2 separate regions of the Mus musculus genome follow, and region 2 is linked to region 1. The links are chromatin contacts, called in public promoter capture Hi-C maps. All regions are on one chromosome and are shown on one strand. The core of a region is the stretch at or near the end of the contact, and the rest is flanking DNA. Distances in the headings are between cores, read along the strand shown. Region 1 holds the start of Ppp1r11 (protein phosphatase 1, regulatory inhibitor subunit 11). Region 2 holds the start of Aars2 (alanyl-tRNA synthetase 2, mitochondrial).

Region 1 (6,190 bases), core at 1,630-4,129:
CTTTCTCTTGGCTAGTGATTTTCTGTCCTAGGGAATCTGCGTACTTCATAGTAATAATTAGATATCAGTTATTAGATATTCTTTTTGGTTAAATATAACGAGTCTTCTTCCTCCATAGGTTTCAGGAAAAGGAAGATTCTTGACCCTTTTTTCTGGCAACCCAGCAACAATCCTTTCCTTCTCTCGGAAGTGAAGATACTCGTCTTTGATGCCTCCTTGGTCCCCTCCGGCTACCATGCTTTGTTCTCAGAATAAGATCGTCGACCCAGAATACTCCTTTCCCTTTTGAATTTACTAAAGTTATTTTTCTATGAAGCCTTGATGTTATGTGTGTTACTCTTAATCATTTATTCTGGTCAGGCTGGTGATATATGCCCTGTAATCCCAGCACTTCACAGATACAGTGTGAGCTATATCACGACATGACTAAAAACTAAAAAATAACAATAATCGGTCTTATTCCAAAGGAAATTTAGGTGAAGTAGAGATATAGATATAAAAAAAGAAAAAACTATAATAAAATGATGGAGTCTGGAATGAGGTTTTTATGGGTCTAAGAGATTCCCCATGACCATAAACAAATTAATAAGAGTCTTTATTAAATACTCATGGCACCAAGATTGCAATTGAGAGCATTCCCAAGAAGCAGCATCAAAGCTTATAAAGTTAGAAACCACCAGATTACATATATTCTGTCTACACATAGGCAGAGTCTAATTTTAGCATATGTCTTGCAGTTAGTTGTCTTAGCCATTGAGCAGAATAGGTAAATTTGATTACAAAAGCAGAAATAGTCTTATGGCCTATTATCTTGCTAGAATAGCAAATTTTACAAGAGCAGTCAATTTAATTTTTTTTTTTTCTGCAAGTATAACAGAGTATCATTAATAGTGTCCGGGACTGGTGCCTGCCCATGGGATGGGTCTCAAGTTGGACAGGGTTATTGGTTGGCCATCCCTTAGCCTCTGCTCCATCCCCTGTGCCTGCCTTTCTTATAGACAGAACAAATATCAGGTTCAAAGTTTTGTGGGTGGATTGGTGTGTCTTGATCCACTGAGGTCCTGCCTGACTACAGAGGTAGGTTCTTCAGATTCCATGTCCCTGATGTGTGAATCACGGCTAAGGTCACCTCCACTGACTCTTGGGTGCCTCCTCTATCCCAGGTCTCTGCCTCATCCTGGGAAGTTCTCCCCCAACCCCTCACCCCTGCTAGTTGCAGATTTCCATTCATTTTCATGGCCATCTAGCCAACTCTTCCTGTCCTTCCCCACACTGGATCCTGACTCCACCCTATTCCTTTCCCCATTGCCCCACCTTCCCAGTTCCCTTCCTCCATCTGACTTATGACTATTCCCCCTTCGAAATGAGATTCAAGAGTCCTCACTTGGGCCATGGAGTGTACTGTGGTACCTGTATTTTGTGGATAATATCCACTTATAATGAGTACATACCATGCTTCTTGTCCTCTGAGAGGCTCCACCCAGCTGCTCACTCAAGATACAGATACCCATAGCCAAACACTGGAAGGAGCTTGGGGACTCTTATAGAAGAATAGAAAGAAGGATTTCAAGTCCCAAAGGGAATAAGAACATCATAGGAAGACCAAATGAGTCAACTAACCCTTAGGACTCTCAGAATCTGAACTACCAAGCAAAGAGCATACATGGGCTGGACCTAGTCCTCCCCTCACATATGTAGCAGATGTGCAACTTGGTTGTCATGCGGGTCCCAAACAACTGGATCAGGGACAATCCCAAAAGCTGTTGCTTGTACATGGGACAGGTTCTTCTAGCTGGGCTGCCTTGTCTAGCCTCAGTGGGAGAGGAAGCACCTAGTGTCGCTGAGATTTGAAGTGTCAGGGTGTGGGGATAGCCAGGGGGATCCCACCCAACTCAGAGAAGGGGATGGGGATGGGGGAAGGATTGTGGGAGGGAGTACCTGGGAGAGGGGCAGTGAACAGGGTGTAAAGTGAATAATAATAATAATAAAATAATTCTTTGTTGGGTGGTGGTGGTGGCCTTTGATCCCAACACTGGAGGAGGCATAAGCAGGTAAGTTTCTGAATTTGAGGCCAGTCTGGTCTACAGAGAGAGTTCCAAAAGGGCCAAGGCTACACAAAGAAACCCTATTTGGGAAAACAAAACAAAACAAACAAACAAACAAACAAACAAACAAAAAAAAACCTTCAATGTCTGGTTAAAAGAGGTAGGCGGGCTGCCACGACAGTTTGTACAAGCTAGGAGCTTACAAATTAGAGCCCCCTCCCCCCGTTTGGACTCTCGAGCATAGTAAGCCTAAATGAAAACCATTACAAGGACAATACAAAAAAGATGCACTTATATGTATTATACATATATCTTATCTAAATCTAGTTTCTCATTGTAAGGAAACAAAAACTGGTATTTTTGGATGGATAGTGGAGAGATTTAACAAAATTTAACCAGATGAATTTGGATTTGTTACTCTGCCCCCTGCATCTAACCTTTGCATTCCTCAAACTGGGAGCTAAATGGTAATCTAGGTGTTTCAGGCTTTAATCTTAGGGCCTACTACAGTCAAAAAATTTCAGGTTTAGTGTACCTTCACTGGGATATCAACAAACAGGGAGACGGCTAGAACCCAGTGTATTTCCTGCTCCTGGAAAACCGCTCCTTGACAGAATGATAAAAAGGAATTTGGAGATAGCTCCCTGTCCCACCTAATTTTTTCACCTAAGCTTATGGATACAGCAGATAGGGTAAGGATTCTAGGCACACAGACCTCATCCTTTCAGCACAACGGCCTCGAGTTGACCAGCCAATGAACTTAAGCCTTGCCTAGCCCCACCCCCCCCACTATGACATCACTTCTGCCAACCTCAGCGTCTGCGCACTATTGCATTACGGCGGAACTATTCTGGCGACGCCTGCTTTGACCCAGGCGGTGGTGGGGAAGGGAAACTGTGTTCTGCAGGATGCGTCACAACCGGAAGTGAAAGGCCGGAAGTGGGGTTGGACAGGTTTTCCCCAGGGGTGGGGAAGCAGAGGCCGTGGAGGAGTAGGGGAGATTAAGAAGCTAGAGCATCCTGGCCTCTACTCCGAGTCTTGTACCGGTTCTCTTAGATCTCTGAGGCTCAGAAAAAGGAAAGGGTGTCTCATCCCGCTTTCTCGCTTTTCGCTTTAGCCATGGCGGAGACAGGGGCCGGGATAAGTGAGACCGTCACTGAGACAACGGTTACTGAGACAACGGTTACCGAGACAACCGAGCCAGTGAGAAAGGCGGGCAGGGGGTCTATTTAGGGGTCTGGGAGGCACTGGGAGGGGGAGGGGGGTTTGGAAAGTTGGTGGGTTTGGGATCTGGGACATCATGTGGGGTTTACTCTTATTGGGAAAATCGCAAGGAACTAAATAGAGATGCTTGGAGCCGCTCAAATGGTTCAAGTGACTGGTCAAGGATTGTTTAATCCGTAGTTACAATTAGAGTATAGGTGTTAAGGCTTGGGGTGGTGGTCTATGTACGTAATAAACGGAAACTGGGTTAAGGAGCCAGAAAGGTACTGGGAGGAAGTGAAACGCCATTTGAGAAGGCGTGGTTTTGGAGGCAAATGTACAGAACGAGTACTTACCAATAGTGCTTACCAATAGATAGTCATGGAATGGGTGCGTGTTAAAGCGGAGGAAATGAGGAAACAAGAAAATAAGGTGAAGTGTGTTTTGGCAGATCAGGGAGGAGAGAAGCAAATGAGCAAACAACTTTTGCAAAAACAAATTGCTTTCAAAGGGAGAAAGATGCGTTGGGTTTGACAATGTCTGGGTTGAAGGAGATTAGTAGTTTAGCAGTTATTACCAGAGATGCCAGAATGTTAAAGAATAAGTGGATAGGATTAGGGAGCCCTGGGCTTGAAGATGAGAGAAGAAAGAATGAAGGCTTTTTTGTAGAAGGAGGGTTTTGGATATTTGTTTTATTTTGATATGTGTGTGTGTGTGTGTGTGTGTGTAGGCCTGAAGTTAACCTCAGATGTCTGAGACATGGTCTATATTTATTTATTTATTTATTTACTTATGATACAGAGTCATTGTGCCTGGAGCTGGCCAAATAGGCTAGTCTGGCTAGCAAGAGATCTGCCTTTTTGCACCACCACCACCACCACATTTGACTTTTTGTTGTTGTTTTTGTTCCCGTGGATACAAGGGATCAAACTCAGGTCTTCATGCTTGCACCAAAAGAGCTTTACCAACAGAGATGTCTCCCCATCCCTGCTTTATTTTATTTTATTTTTTTCTGAGAAAATAGCTATACCATGTTGCAGAGGCCATTTCAGTCTCCCAAGTGCTGAGATTACATACCTCAGTCTCTTTAGAACATGAATAAGAGGTGTGAAGAAGAAAGTGAGATCAAAGGCCAGTCACAGGAAAGGGAGAAAATAACATTCATATATTAATGCCACCAAGGGTGATAGCGTTGGTTGTATCTTAGTTTGCCAATTTGCTGGCACCTTCCCTAGTTTAAGAATTGCCTTCTTTGCATACTATTGGTTATCAAGAACAGGGATTCATACTCTCCACAAACAGGCTGTCCTGCCTCTCCAGGGGCATGATGTGTGTTACTGACTGAGCCAGGGAAGAGAAAAAAGGAGGTTCCATAGGAAACAGGAAAAATCAAGAGGAAGTGAGTCAGATGGGCCCACACCTCTTTTAACTTTTCAGGAGAATCAGAGCCTAACTATGAAACTTCGGAAACGCAAGCCAGAGAAGAAGGTGGAGTGGTCCAGTGACACTGTGGACAATGAGCATATGGGGCGACGCTCGTCGAAATGTGAGTGTGGGTGGCCCAGTGTCCCTGGCCACCATCTCACTGTTGCTTTATAGCTCTATCGAGTTCTTGGTTGGAAAGAAAAATAGGTGGGAATAAAACTATGCGGTACCAACTGCCTGGAGTTAGGGGTGGGGGCGGGGGCAAGCCATGGCAGAATGGGAGTCAGGTTTTTCCGACTCTCTCTTGAATTCCTGGGGGAAGAGGCTAAGGCAGCTGGATTCCAGAAAAGTAGGGAGAGGTTTTCACACAGATCTGGTGGAAATGAAACTGACTGAACACTGCTCTTCATCCTTCTTAGCTGGCTTTCTCTCTCTCCATTCAGGCTGCTGTATTTATGAGAAGCCTCGGGCCTTTGGCGAGAGCTCCACCGAGAGTGATGAGGATGAAGAAGAAGGCTGTAGTCATAAGCACTGTGTACGGGGTCACCGCAAAGGACGGCGTCCTACAACCCCAGCACCCACCCCAACCACTCCTCCACAGCCTCCTGATCCCTCTAAGCCCCCTCCAGGACCTATGCAGCACTAAATCCCTCTCACCATTCATGTGTCTGCCTGCCCCAAATATATCCATCTGACATGGGGACTCCACCCATTGCCTCCGTTCTCCTGCCCCCTTCTTCCGTCTCCTGAGTGATAGAGAAGAGGAAGAGGAGGGTGGATACAGATCCTGGAATTCTGACTTGCTGCTGTTCCAGAACCCAGGCTTCTGGGTTCTCCCAGCCCCTGCTTCCCTACAGTTTGCTCCCATGCCTGGGATCCAGGCATCTTGGTCCCAGTCTATCCCTTTTGTTCTCACTGCCAAACTACCTGTCCTGGGATCCAGTATCTTGGCCACCTGCACCCTCAGCTTGAGTCCCAAGCACTTCAACTGGGTTTTCAACGGTCCCAGCTTTCACTGCCAGGGCTCCAATCAGATGCCAGGCAATCTTGCACCCCAGTTCTGCGTATTAATCCTGGCTTATGGTTCTTCTACTGATGCAGTTTTCCTAAATCTTAGTTCTTGCCTGTGGGATGTAAGGTTGTGTGGAGACTATAGGGTTCCCTGGCCCTTCTGCTCCTCTTACCCCTTATGGCTCTCCAAAGGAGTTAGGAGAGGTCTTTGTCATTCACACCTAATGGAAAGTGGAACCAAAAAAAAAAAAAAAATAGCCATGTCCTGAATATAACATTTCTGACAAAGCTGGCTGAGACCACTGACTTAGAGCCAATGATTTTCTCAGCCTTTAATCTTTGAGCTTCAGCATTGGTGTCCTAGGGGCCTGGGTCCCTAAAAGGAAAGAGGGAGAAAGCAAAGAGATGAGGGGACAGGCCCCTGCAGTATGCTCCTACCCTTTCCTGCCTAGGCTTTGGTGTCTGCCAACCCAGGTGTCTTGCTCTCTCAGCCCTCCCCGGCTGGT
Region 2 (6,190 bases), core at 1,815-4,314, 8.6 Mb before region 1:
GTGTCCACTTAAGCCCCAAGCCCAGAACCTTTCATAAGGGACACATGCACATTTTGAATGGATGTGGGGAAGAGTGAGGGGCATCAGGCAGCAGTATACTTGATACCCTGGGGTCCTTGGTCTGTACCGTCTACCACATGTTGGGAATACTCTTAAGTTTTCAACAATACCAGGGGAGGAGGGGCTGGGGAGATGGCTCGGCTAGTAGAGTGTTTACCTCATAAGCACCAGGACCCAACGTTGACCTCTGCAACCCACGTACAATTGCTGGCACAGTGGCATATGCTTATAATGCCAATACCGGACACACACACACACCTGGAAAACTAACAAAACAATGGAGTTGAGGCAGAAGGGAGCTTACCTGGTGTATGGCGTCGAGCAGTGGAGAGAAGAGGTCGGTGTCGTAGGTGGAACGTTTGCCTTGCAGGACGGCCACCAGCCTTTCCAGGCCCATTCCTGTGTCTACATGTCGCTGCGGCAGCAGCTGCAGGCTTCCATCTGCCTCTCTGGCCAGGAAAAGTGCGAAAGGTGAGGCCAACTGAGTCTGGCAGGTCTGAGGCAGGTGCTCGAGTTCAGCAGAAACCTGATAACCCACGGCGTGAGAGTAGCAGGGACCTGAGGGCAGATGGACCTAGACATGCCCGCTAAGACAGAGTCTTTGTCTTTAGAGAGACCTGCCAAGCAAGATACGCTAGAAGAAAACCATAGGAATCCCCAAGCTTAACTCCACTGTATGACAGGAGGCCAGAGAGCATCAGTAACTAACTAGTCCAGGCTGTCATGGACAAGGACGAAAATTAGATCAGTTTTTCTTTTTAAAAAACATTTAAATTAAGCCAACAACTAATGGTAGCCATGGCCACCATTACCTGTAGTGTTGCATGAAGACCAGATTCCAAAGCTCTACCAGCTGGGGGCTTCCCACGCCCCCAGCCAGGTCATAGTGGATCTCAGTACAAGGCCCACAAGGCCCAGTGTCTCCCATCTCCCAGAAGTTCTCTTGTGGTCCGAAGGAGAGCACACGGCTGGCAGGCACTCTGGGGGAGAGAGCCATATAAGTGGTGGGAGACTGGCATGTTCAGAAGCTGGCAACCTCTCCCTCCCTGCCTCCTGCTATGACAACCTCTCACCCAAGTCCAGCTCAGGAAGAAGGGTCCTAGGGCTGAGTGACATACAGGACGCTGGCACATACCGAACTCATGAGGGTTTGTACTGACTGTCTGCTTTCCACTCTTCCCATTGCCAGTGAGGGACAGAAGAAGGGGCCTGACTTACCCCAAGCTTAGCCAGATGTCTCTGGTCTCCAGGTCTGGGTCCAGTCCTGTCTGGGAGTCACCACTGAAGTAGGAGACCCACAACCTGTCCTCAGGGATCCCGTAGACTTGAGTCAGAAGTTCCCAGGCCATGCTACAAGCTTCCTCCTGTAGGCAAAACCACCACGGGGGGTGGAGAGATGTGACATTGGGGCCACCCAAGATCATGAGGCCAAGACAAAAACCATTCCCACTACCCACCCTAGTTTCAGATCAAGCCATGTCCATTTCTGCCTTGAGTTTTTCCTGTCCCCATTCTTACAAGCCTACCTTCTTTCCAGACCCAGATGAATTCTATCTTCTCCTTAAGCCTCTCAACCCACACACCCTGACCTGGGGACTTCATGTCCAATGACAATCTCAATACAGCTGCCTGGCTATCTGCTCAGCTAACTTTTAAATAGCCATTAAGCAGGAGACAACCCCTTCCTTCAATCAGCGAAGTGAGGCATATTCTTTCCTATTGGATGTCGTGTGTGTATGTGTGTGCCCGTGCCCGTGTATGTGTGGTGTACACACCTGTAACATGTGGACATGTGCTTGTGAAAGTCAAAGGACAACTATGGGTGACTGTACTTAGGAGCTAATTTTTGTTTAAAACAGGGTCTCTCATTAGCTTGGGACTTTGATGTTGGCCAGACTAGCTTGTCTGTGAACTTCTTCAGGGATCTGTTTCCATCTCCCATCTGGCCATTCCAGCATCATAGGCACACACCGTTAGCCCGCACTTTAAATTCGAGTTCTGGGGAATCCACAAGCACTTTACCAACCCAGTCATCTTTCTGTCTCCCCTATAACACACTGTGTTTAGCTCTTGGTCACAACATCCAGCACTCAGGGTTCAAAGACTTTAACTCTAGAGCTCCCTGGAAACTCACCTTAAAATATTCACCCCCGAAAGCCCAGTTGCCAAGCATCTCGAAAAACGTATGATGAGAGAGATCACGCCCCACATCCTCCAGGTCGTTATGGCGTCCTCCAGCCCTGACACACTTCTGGCTATTAACTACACGTCGGAAGCCTGCCATCTCACTTCGTGGATCCACTGTGCCCAGGAAGATGGGCTTGAACTAGAAGCACATAAAAGTCAGGAAGGGTAGAGAAGAGGTAAATGAACTTAAACAAGAGACTCTGCCTAGTAAAAAGTAGTAAAATTTACAGATAAGGGAAGTGGTTGGACAGAATCAAAGCTTCAAGAATATTACCAAGCACCTAGCAGGAGTGCAATAAATGTCTACTCAATGGATGAATTTTATTTATTTAAATAGTCTTCCACTCAGAGCCTGCCCCTCAGGACTTCACAGCTGCTATCCAGAGATAATAAACTTAATTTCTCCCCACAAGTTTCCAAGCTAATTCCCCAAGACCTAACCAGGCCCCCACCCCATTTTACCCAGCCTCTCTTCCACTCAGAGTTCCGCCCCTCACTTTTTTGGTCCAATCCTGAAGCGCTTTTCTCAGGCTGACTCCCGAGCTCCGCCCCCGATCGGTGTGGCCCCGCCCCTACCTGGTTCATGCCTGCATTGACGAAAAGCAGGCTGGGGTCGCCGCGCGGCCTCACGGTAGCGGAGGGCACGAGCCGGTGGCCGTGGCGATCTCGGAAGAAGCTCAGGAAGGCGTCCCGCACGGCCGCTCCGTGGGGTGGACCGGGCTCGGTTGAGAAAGGCTGCCATGGGCACGACCTCCCAATGGCTCGCCGCAGCTTACCGGCTGCGGCAGCCAACGCCACCGCCATCTTAGCTCCGGGCAACGGCTTCGCGGGGTCAAAGAGTGACGTTCGAAAGGACGCCTAGTGTTTCCTACAGCGGCCCCTGGCGGGTGGAAGACTTGGGGGGGGGGCAAGTCTCAGCTTCTAGTGAAAGTGTTTCCCCAAGAAGGGGACTTCTTCCCCTGGCGAGCGGCTCAGCATACCGTAACTTTGCATAGAGTAGGCCCTTAATTCATCCAGGATTGAACAGATAATTATAAAAAGATCATTACATGCTAGGCTGTATTTTGAACGTTAGTAGCAATATTAACACAATGCCTCTGCTTCCAAAATCTGTATTCTGGCAGTAATGGTTGTTGTGCTATTGATTTTGTGGAGTTGCAAAGGAACAGGTGTGGGTGCAATTCGGTGCGTGGACCGTGTGGTTTGTGCTGATCCAGGCTGAAGAGTGCCAAGGGATCGTGAGTATTCAAGAGGTGGTCAAGAACCCTGCGTAAGTGCCAGGCACTGCTCTAAGACCTTGCCAGGTCCTCTTCTGCCCTCGGTTTGCAGAGCCACTTTGTCCTTAGGGACTGAAGCAGGTTCTTTGGAGCAGGAGTCTGGTGGAGACACAGAAGCCAGACTGCATCTGCTCCATTATTAATTGCTTAATGACATTTGGTCTTTTAATTTGCTTGGGGATGAGAGAATCCAGGTCGACAGGTCAGGACAAAGCTGTTGGCTGAGAGCTGTGGCGATGGCTTTCCATGAGCCTCCCAGGGCCCTGAGGCTTTGAATTTTGCTGAGAGAAAAGAGATACCTGTCCTGGCAGGCCCAGTCCCCTTGACTTCCTTTCTATGGTAACAGACCTTGTGGGTGCAGCTAGACAGCTCAAGGACTTCTCATGATGACCTTGCTTGACCTTTAGTCTGGGAAAGTTAGCAGATCTAGGAAGAGAAAGGGATTTGCCAAGTTTAAGACCCAACAGAGCAGTGGTTCTCACCCTGTGGGTTGCAACCACATAGGGTTGCATATCATTCATTTACATTACGATTTGTAACAATAGCAAAATTACAGTTATGAAGTAGCAATGAAATAATTCTATGGTTAGGGGCCATCACAACATGAGGAACTGTTTTAAAGGGTTGAAGCATTAGGAAGGTTGAGAGCCACTGCACTAGAGGTTACAGAACTGAGGTCTTTGTGGTCAGAAGGACAGCCTTGGCCACCCAGGGGGCTCTTTTGGCCACCAGTCTTTGTGTGTTATTTGGGTCTTTTGAACTTTTGAAGCACAGCTTCTTTTCGGGGAATACATAGTCTATTTTGGACTTGAGTTTCTATAGCAATAGTGAATTCTGACAAGCCTGTATATCTATCCCGTGATCCTCTGCCTTCTCTTTTCCATGTAGGTTAAAGGTGTTGTTCTGCCTCTTTTGGTTTCCTCCAGGGTGTTTGGAACAGAAACCTGAAGCCAGATGGGGATTTTTGAGATTGGTGACCTTGAGAAAACACTGAAATTCTTTAACTAACTGCGATGAGCCCGTTTTCCCAGCTAGAGGAGAAGGAGATCCTCTGCCCTTGTGTTATAGTAGCGAATCTGTACTTTAGACTAACTCAAAAGCAGCACATAGTGGCTTTCACACTTACGCCCAGCACTTGGGAAGGAGAGGCAGGTGGCTCTCTGTGAATTTGAAGGCAGCCTGAACTACAGAGTGCAAGACAGCCAGGCCTACTCAGAGACCCTGTCAGGAAGAAGAAGAAGAAGGAGGAGGAGGAGGAGGAGGAGGAGGAGGAGAAGGAGAAGGAGAAGAAGAAGCAAAAGGACTGGGTACAGAAATGGCTGGGTTATATAGGGAAGGGTAGTTGGGGGAAGGGTAGCCCAGCCCCTGGGCTGGAGAAGTTTAGGATAGGGGGCAGGGGGCAGGATATGCTGGCCATATCCTGTAACAGATAGGGACTAAGGGATGCTGGGAGAACTTTGATCCATTAAATAGGCACCTTAGTTAGTTCTCTGTCCTGGATTGGAGAGCTAACAGTTGGGCTTTGCCTAGCATCTGTGAGGCCCTGCGTTCATCCACCAGAACTACATAAGCTGGACGTTGTGACGAGCACCTGTAACCCCAGCACTCCAGATGAAGATGCGGGAGGATGGGAGCAAGTTCAAGGTCATCCTGAGCTAGAGAGAGAGCTTGAGGCCAGCCTGGGAGAACTAGCCTCTTTCAAGAAGCAGCAAAATGTCGTTTTATTGAAATAAGACAAGACTAGAGTGTCAGTGGAGTGGGCAAAGGGCTCCTCATACAACTGTGAAGATTCGAGTTCAAATCCCCAGGCAGGCCTGTTCACCTTTTCAATGTTCCTACAGTGAGGCAGGAGGTGTTTCCAGAAAGAAGGAAGCACGTGGGCCAACCAGGGTGGTGATTGCAGCGAATTGTAGTGATGGCCAGCAAATTACCATGTTTCAGAGGTGGGAGGCGAGGACCAGCACCCTAGGGTGTCCTCACACCCCACACTTGTGCCTGTACATCCATCACATACACAAGAAAAGCACACCCACAGGAAGTGGACAAAGCTTTTAGCATATTCACCGCCATTTCTAAAATCACCCCCCAGCACACTGGGACTACCTTAGAAAACAATCTTGCGTTCTTTGATCCTTATTCCCCAGTCCTTTGGTCCTTCCTAGCCTCAGGAAACCATTAATCAGTTTTTTGTTTTTATATAGATTTGCCTATTGTGGACATTTCCACCAATAGCTTCAATTGTATGTGGTCTTTTGTGAATGGCTTCTTTATTATTTTAAAAATTATGGGCACACACACACACACACACATGTAGGGAGAGGCAGAGAGAGAGGAGAGACAGAGGCAGAGAGAGACAGAGGCAGAGAGAGACAGAGAATTTGTTCAGGTGCCTGGTGAGGTCAGAGGTGTTGAATCCCCTGGAGCTGGAGGAGGTACAGGCAGTCTCGAGCCACCTGATGTGGGCGCTGGCAACAGAATTCTGGTCTTCCTGAAAAAGCACATGTAAGGGCTAAAGTTAACCTGGAAGCCACACTTGCCCAAGGACAGATAGCTTCCTGAAATGCTGGGGCCTGTCTGTTGTTCATGTGAGATAACAAGTCACAGTTTTTACTTCATTAAACAAGACTGGTTGCCACAACTGCAAGGTCGTGCTTAATTCCATGTAG

What was found. Promoter capture Hi-C pulls out the DNA fragments that hold promoters and counts their contacts.
Region 2: a contact with region 1 is called in a promoter capture Hi-C map of pre-B cells, with 4 times the contacts expected there. The contact joins the promoter of Aars2 here to the promoter of Ppp1r11 in region 1. A contact is called at or near these places in 2 of 39 promoter capture datasets (liver and pre-B cells) and 2 of 9 other capture datasets (adipose tissue and liver).

The regions. Positions count from the first base shown.
Region 1 is chr17:36,948,481-36,954,670 of GRCm38.p6, reverse strand. It overlaps Ppp1r11 (protein phosphatase 1, regulatory inhibitor subunit 11), which reads left to right and starts at 2,879. Exons shown (of 3, transcript NM_029632.3): 1 at 2,879-3,248; 2 at 4,686-4,794; 3 at 5,117-6,190. The coding sequence starts at 3,165. The coding sequence ends at 5,319. Znrd1 (zinc ribbon domain containing 1) reads left to right here. Exons shown (of 5, transcript NM_001355422.1): 5 at 119-313. The coding sequence ends at 143.
Region 2 is chr17:45,503,715-45,509,904 of GRCm38.p6, reverse strand. It overlaps Aars2 (alanyl-tRNA synthetase 2, mitochondrial), which reads right to left and starts at 3,064. Exons shown (of 22, transcript NM_198608.2): 1 at 2,824-3,064; 2 at 2,195-2,386; 3 at 1,279-1,424; 4 at 873-1,040; 5 at 365-509. The coding sequence starts at 3,051.